Linked DNA regions of Gasterosteus aculeatus: region 2 is linked to region 1. Evidence: chromatin contacts called from public Hi-C data. All regions are on one chromosome and are shown on one strand. The core of a region is the stretch at or near the end of the contact, and the rest is flanking DNA. Distances in the headings are between cores, read along the strand shown. Region 1 holds the start of nwd2 (NACHT and WD repeat domain containing 2). Region 2 overlaps rell1 (RELT like 1).

Region 1 (3,296 bases), core at 237-2,736:
GCGACGCCAGAGCGCGAACGCCGGATGGCAGTTTTCAAAATAAAAGCCCTGCGTCTTGGGCGCAGAGATCGCTACGCCCGTGCGCCCCGTACTCCAGCAGCACGCACATGCTTCACGTGTTTTGATTATTTTGAACCCAGTTATTTTACTCTTTACTCTTTACTATGTGACTCACCTCGCGTTTCCCGGGAATTTGGGGTCTTTTACGCTGAAGGCTAACCGCGCAGTTCTGGTCCGGCTCTGTCTCTGTCAGTGAGGATTGACGCAGGAGCTCTGGTGCTCATCATCACATCTGTCTCCCAGGCTGCTTCCTCTGTAGTGGACCGATTGGTGCTGACCCGGTGCCTTATCCGAACCGGACCGGAGCGCAGAGTCAGCAGCGTGGTACCGTAAAATGACGCTGCCGTGGTTACCGAAAGCGGAGCGTAACGGTTTGCGACGTTACCGAATGTTTGTTTTTTTAATCGCACTGATTTAACCGCGAATAAAAGTTAATCACATAAAAGTTAAATCAGCATTTTTTTTCTCTCTCGTTTTATTTTCACCCAAACATCGTACAAACTGCCCATTTCCTTTCATGACACCTTGACCTGATCAATATAATTATCCCCCCCACCCAAAAAGCAAAGCATACAATCACAATTAATATCCTGAGGCGCTTTATGAGAGTTTATGACTAGATACAATTACTTAATTTACGTAAAATGAAGTGTGGTGTGTAATTAATTTTTGGTTACCTGAGCGCCATTTCGCCCTACATTTGGGGTAAGGGGGAGGAGTTTAGATGGATTGCTTTATCGATAAATGAACCTCTAATCTGCAGCCTCTGGTTATTTGTGCTGGAAGTTTAAGTGCATTGTATTCGTACTAAACAGAATTAATTACTGTGCTGTTCTTGTGAGGGGGGGGGGGGTGTCTGATGAAGTCTGTTGCCTGAAAGCTTATAAAATGCACATTGTCCCTTGTGTATATTTCATTTCATATCTTACTGACTTTCAGAGGCTTATATTGATTGTCTTTACCAGCCTCATCTCTCATCTTTCCACTCATCAAAATCTTAAATGATGAATACAAAATACGGACTTTGATTTGAAAAACCCAAACATTTTCAAATCATCCTTGGAATCTTTTTTATGATAGTAAATAATGTTGGGGGCTTTTTTGTAACTAAGAAACACTTAATCTCAGACAAATGCAATAAACAACCAATCTAGCTGATATTTCTCATTACAGCCAGTGACCCTTTCGTACACACTATGCGTAATGACAATAAAATATATAATTACTGAATCAATCCTGGCATATTATTTCAAAGCCCATAGATGAAAACATTGCTAACCCTATTGACCGTAGGCGTCCAATTTAAGAAAGTTTTCGCGAAAGACTAAGAAATAATAGGCGCTAGACGACTTACCGTTGTGCTGCGGGTCTCGGGGAGGATTCTCGGGCTCTGCAGGCTCAAAACGACTCACTAAATGCAGCCTGCGGGGCCGCCGCTCGCTCCAGAACAAAACTCCACAGTCCGGAAAAGCTCACGTAGAGCGGCGGGGGCCTCGTTCCCTGCAGTGTAATGACCTTTCTTTGCCTGATTGGTCCCCCCTCTCACATAATCCCCAGTCAGTTAATCATGAGTGCACCTGCACTGGATTAATGCACCGCGGTCCTACCAAAGGAGGAAATTGCTTATTGGTATCATGAGACGTGAAAAGGTGTAGATGTAGCCGCTGCTAAAGACGTCTTGCCCATGTGAAACCAGCTCACGGGGCCTTAAAACCAAAAACAATGGTATAAACTGGCATGTTCCAGGGTCCCTGTGCAGCATCCCTGAATCATTTAGCATCTCTCCCCAGTTTAGTGCACCCATGTGTGAGTAAACACCTTTGGGTGAGTGTTGGCGCGTGTGTGTGTGTGTGCATTCAACTATGTTTACAGCCGTTGCAAGTTGTCGGTAATATCGGCTCGTTCATTTGCTCTTTTTCCCGTCCCCCCCCCCCCCCCCCCCCCCGAACCCTGGACCACTCCGAGCCAATCTGAGTCACCGCGGTTACAAGAAGCGATGAGTCACTTGGCAGACACACAGGCACAACGGACAGACACCAGCTTTTCTCCTGGCAAACGTCCACATGCACACGTTTGACGCACGCAAAGGCACCAGCTTCACAAATGGCCGATGGCTTTTTTTCCCCTCCTTTTTCTGCCAAACAGCTAGATAGGAATGGGGGGGATGTCTATACCCATGGGTATGGCAACATTAAGGTGAGCTGACTCGCATATTGCCATATGCGTGGTGTGAAGTTTTAAGTCTTTGGCAGGAAATATTCACTGGGGCAAAGTTCGGATCATGCATTAAGGGAACACAAAGTCAGTTTGAGCTGAAATGTAGCGCCAAAACAAAAGGGATTGTCAACATGATTAGGATGCATCCTCTGGGGAACAGGAATATCTCCAATTCTTGTCACGATCATGCTTGGCTGTTGCTGTTTTCTGAGTCTTGAGTGAGGGCGGGGCAGGTATCCTGGGGCAGAGGCTGGATCACTCCTGCCATCAACCCTCGTCTGAACGCCCTTCTTAAGTGATCTGCAGTGTTCGCCAGATTATCTTGCTTCTAGAGTGGTAATACGGCTTCCACTTATCGCTTCTGAGAGAAGCTGTTTCCAGAGTTTTGACATTTCGCCTTTTGTCTCCTCGAGCTTACCTCCCGTTGCTGGAATCGGCTACATGTTCGGAGCCTTCACCGGCTTCCGTTTCGCCCCCTGCCTGCTCGCCCCACCACGGACTCTAGCCTCAGCATACAGCCAGCACCCTCCTCTCCTATCTGGACTCCCCTCTACTACAGTAAGAACTACCAACCTCAACAGTGGATTCATCATTACTTTTTCAACCCTTCTAACCCTGCTATCTTTTGGGGGGAGGTGCTATTATCCCAATATACATGGCAGTGAATAAATCGAATCATTGGCCGAAAGCGTGTCATATACGATAGGTGGCGCTGTTTTCATTACAACTAGTTGTGATGCAGCCATTTCCGCTTGACCGCTTCACCACTACCAACAATGACAACCAACAACATCAACATTAGGAGAAAGATGGCGAACGGAGAGCAAGGTGAAGCTACATCCCTCTACTGTGTGTGTATGATGCTAACAGGAGCACAGCGAATGTGAATGGCGCTATTGGCTGATTTGATAACGGAGAGAAGACGCCGTCGGCATCTCAAGCATGCGCAAAGACGCAAAGTCCAGTTCCTTATCCGATTCACCGCTACATGCCGCAATAGTCAAACTATCAACTGGATC
Region 2 (3,397 bases), core at 768-3,267, 48 kb before region 1:
GAAAAAAAAAAAAAAAACCTCAACCTTTTTTTTCTTCAGGTTCCGGGTGACAAAGTGTGAAAAGCCGACCAGGGAGAGGCGCTCGATGCTGATTACAGACTCCAACGGCAGCGTGCCGTCCACGCCTACCACGGCAACGGCGCCCGAGAGCCGGACGACGTCAGAGTCCCAGCAGGTCTGTACCCTGGAAACGTTCATCCGCGTCCCGCCGAAACAGTGATGCATGCAGGAGTACGTCTGGTCATACGTGCATTCCTGTGCTACAAGCCAGTGGCATTCTGCCTTTTCACGCATCGGTCGACAAGGGCAAACGACATTTAGCACTGTTTTAATAAATATATATATATATATATATATATATATAATGTAATATATTTTCTCAAGCCTAATTTGGTGGTCTATAAAATGACGTAAGTGAAACGCATCTAATAATATATCATTAGTGTGACTTTTCTCTGTGTGAATGTCCTGTTTTATGAATTTGCTCAGTTTACCGTCATCTAATAATAAAAATAAGCAATCATCAGCAATTCTGTAGCTGGATTTAGATAATTAATTAGACAATTTGTATAATTGATTGCCTGAGATATGTCACAAACAACGTCACGGTAAATGCAGCTGTAGAAGTGAACGTGATTATAGCTCAACACGTGTTGACGTATTGGTGATGAAAGAGGTGCTGAAATATCCAACCGACGCATTAATTTGCCTCCAGTCTGCTGTTTTCTTGTTCACATAAAAGGAGCTCTGGTCATGAATGTGCGATGCTCCATGTGACCTCCATTTACTGTCTGCAAGCTCGGAGAAGATTCCGCCCCCCCCCCGGAAAAAAAGTACATTTAGACATTGTCAGTCATTTTGAAACATCACTTGCATGAAAAAATGCAGATTTAAAACTAAATAGAAATAAAAGTGTTAGTTTAGGCTTGTGAGAAAACAAAGGCAGCGATACTTCATAAGTCGTGCATCATTACACAACACCAGTAACCCCGCAGCAGGAGCTGTGCATGTGTGAGACAACATGATGCTGTGAAGGCTTTGTTTGTTGTGTATAAATACTCTCCCTGTCACCAATGTTCACCCAAAAACTCTCTCTCATCCTTTTCTGTATTATTTCCCTCCGCAGGAGCAGACGGAGAACTTGGCTGAAGATAAAAGATAGCGATCCGCAGGGTCCAGAGGCGAGAAGACGAACATCTGGACAAAACTCAAAAACAAGGACATTTGAAACAAACATCAGCGGTGGAGGAGCAAAGTCCACCGGGGGAGTCGTGCCTTCCGAGTTCGTCCCCCGCCCGCGGGGGTGGAGGGACGATGGCGGCGAGAGTGTCGCGCAGCCACAGCGGGCACGGCGCCGGCTTAAAGTCAAGGAAGCCTGAACCTGGGGCTCTGAGGTGAAGTGTGCGTGTGCGTTTACATGTTTTTGTCGAGTGGTTGATTGAACTACACCCCGAAGACGCATAACTAAATATCTTAAAACACATTCACAGTTTCTTTTTTTTTTTTAGTAGTTTTTGAGCGGCGCCGTTCGCTCTTCTTTTAGCTTCGTTTTGCTGTCCACCGTTACCAAGCAGAGAACGTCTCACGGAAAGATGCATCGTGAGAAACGTACGACTAGGAAAGTGAATGAATTATTTTTAAATCATCCTGTTTTTAATACCTGTCTAATGTCCATTACGGAAGTGTAACACTAACTTGCTGGAGTATTTGTTTAAACACCATCATGAGCTGATCATCCTTCTGTATCATCTTCCCCAGATGTTCAAAACATCATTTTAACCATGTTGTTTTTTTTGGATGTCTTTGCATTGTGCCTAATTTCTTTTTAAAAAAGAAATAAAATGTATTTGTGCTTTACGTTTTGGGACAGATTGCTGTGTTTCTATAGTAAAATGAATAAAGATCTCTTAATTCATGTCAAACCAAAAGATAAACCTGTCATTTAATCACACACTGTATACCTGTTGGGGGGTTGACTGTCTGCAGGAGAGGCGCGGTGCAAACATTGACTCCGGTCGCATGCACGCGTGTTTACTTTAGCCTCTCTCGCTCCGCTCAGCCTCTTTCTCACGCCGCGTCGAAGCCACGCAAGGAAAATTCCACAGGGGAAAATAAAGGCACGAAAGCGGTTTGGGTGACATTAAAGCTCCGTTCCGTCCCTTTTGCGTGACTTCGTGAACGGAGGCCCTGAGTCATCCAGGGTCCCCATGCCGATGGAAGGCTAAGTGGCCCCACGTCTTATCTTCGTCCCTGGATGTCGGCCAAGAGGATGGAGCTCTGGCTCAGGTGGGGAATATGTGGTGCTGGAGGGAGGGAGTCTAGTCAATGTTTAACACCTTTTAGGCCCTCGAACGCAGTGACCTTGTGAAATGGCTCAACCCCCAGCCCCCCCCCCCCACGCAGAGTCTTCGTCCCCAAAAACATAAACGGAAAACAAATCTGCTTTCCATCGTTAAAGTGTGTGTGTGTGTGTGTGTGTGTGTGTGTGTATTAAAAAAAAGGGGGGGGGGGGATTAATTTAAAAACATTTAAGAGCAAACTTTCTCTCTGTTGAAACCCGTTGACGGTATCATCAGAATCCTCTTATAGTCCAAAAGTTCTGCAGGATATTGCGCTGTTGAATCTGGCTCCCCCTAGAGGATTAAGTATTACCAGCCAATGGGAAGAGCCCTCTCACAGAGCTGAGAGCAGGTGTATATTTTTTGCACTCAAATTACATGCTGAAAAGTGGTTGTGGATTTTTTTTTTTGTACCCAAATGAAGCCAAAAACACACCACCCACCCCAGCTTTGTTGTTTCAGCATTCCCCGCTGAGTCAAAATCGGTTTACAGGTTAAATATTTAACCAGAGAGAACACAGAATAATCCTGTCGCAGGTGTATGATTCCTCTTTAAATAAAACCCTACAATCCCACTGAGACAAGGAAGTGTGTGTGTGTGTGTCCCACAATTAAGGGTGACATCATTAACTCCAACAAAGCCTTGAGAAAAACAAACATAGCAGGCGCCCCCCCCCCCCCCCCCCCCCCCCCCCCCTGGGGGGGACGCTGCTGTACACTGGGCCTGTAAAGGCAACATGAAGGAATCTGCTCTTTATTTCGCAGTCACCGCACGGCTGGATTGTGGCACAAATGAGCTACTTTGGAGCTGTTATCTGGAGCCGGCGTTGGAGGAATCGCTTACCGCGAGATACTGAGAGGGAACTTACACACTAAACGGGGTGGAAAGGTGGAGAGCTTTTCATACGAGGGGGGGGGGGGGGGGGGGGTCGTCTTTGGTCCCATTTGTGCTTTTAAATCAATTTAAGTATTAATGAATTCACATGAATGCATCGTCTCTGATCTTTACAAGGACGTCGGATGAAGTCTCACATTATGGCCTGTTTATGTGTTTCTGA

What was found. A called contact is a pair of places that touch in the nucleus more often than the background predicts.
Region 2: a contact with region 1 is called in a Hi-C map of skeletal muscle, with 1.7 times the contacts expected there. The contact joins the enhancer-like site here to the promoter of nwd2 in region 1. A contact is called at or near these places in 3 of 6 Hi-C or Micro-C datasets (liver and skeletal muscle).

Annotation. Positions count from the first base shown.
Region 1 is chr7:4,804,770-4,808,065 of fGasAcu3.hap1.1, reverse strand. nwd2 (NACHT and WD repeat domain containing 2) reads right to left here and starts at 1,486. Exons shown (of 8, transcript XM_040181901.2): 1 at 1,415-1,486.
Region 2 is chr7:4,852,896-4,856,292 of fGasAcu3.hap1.1, reverse strand. rell1 (RELT like 1) reads left to right here. Exons shown (of 7, transcript XM_078107136.1): 6 at 40-175; 7 at 1,127-1,928. The coding sequence ends at 1,162. Among protein-coding and RNA genes, the nearest start is that of rell1, 11 kb to the left of the region's middle. Within about 2 kb of position 2,017, at least 1 of the 9 cell types and tissues checked has open chromatin away from gene starts, as enhancers often do. A contact at or near this core is called in liver, where this site is marked.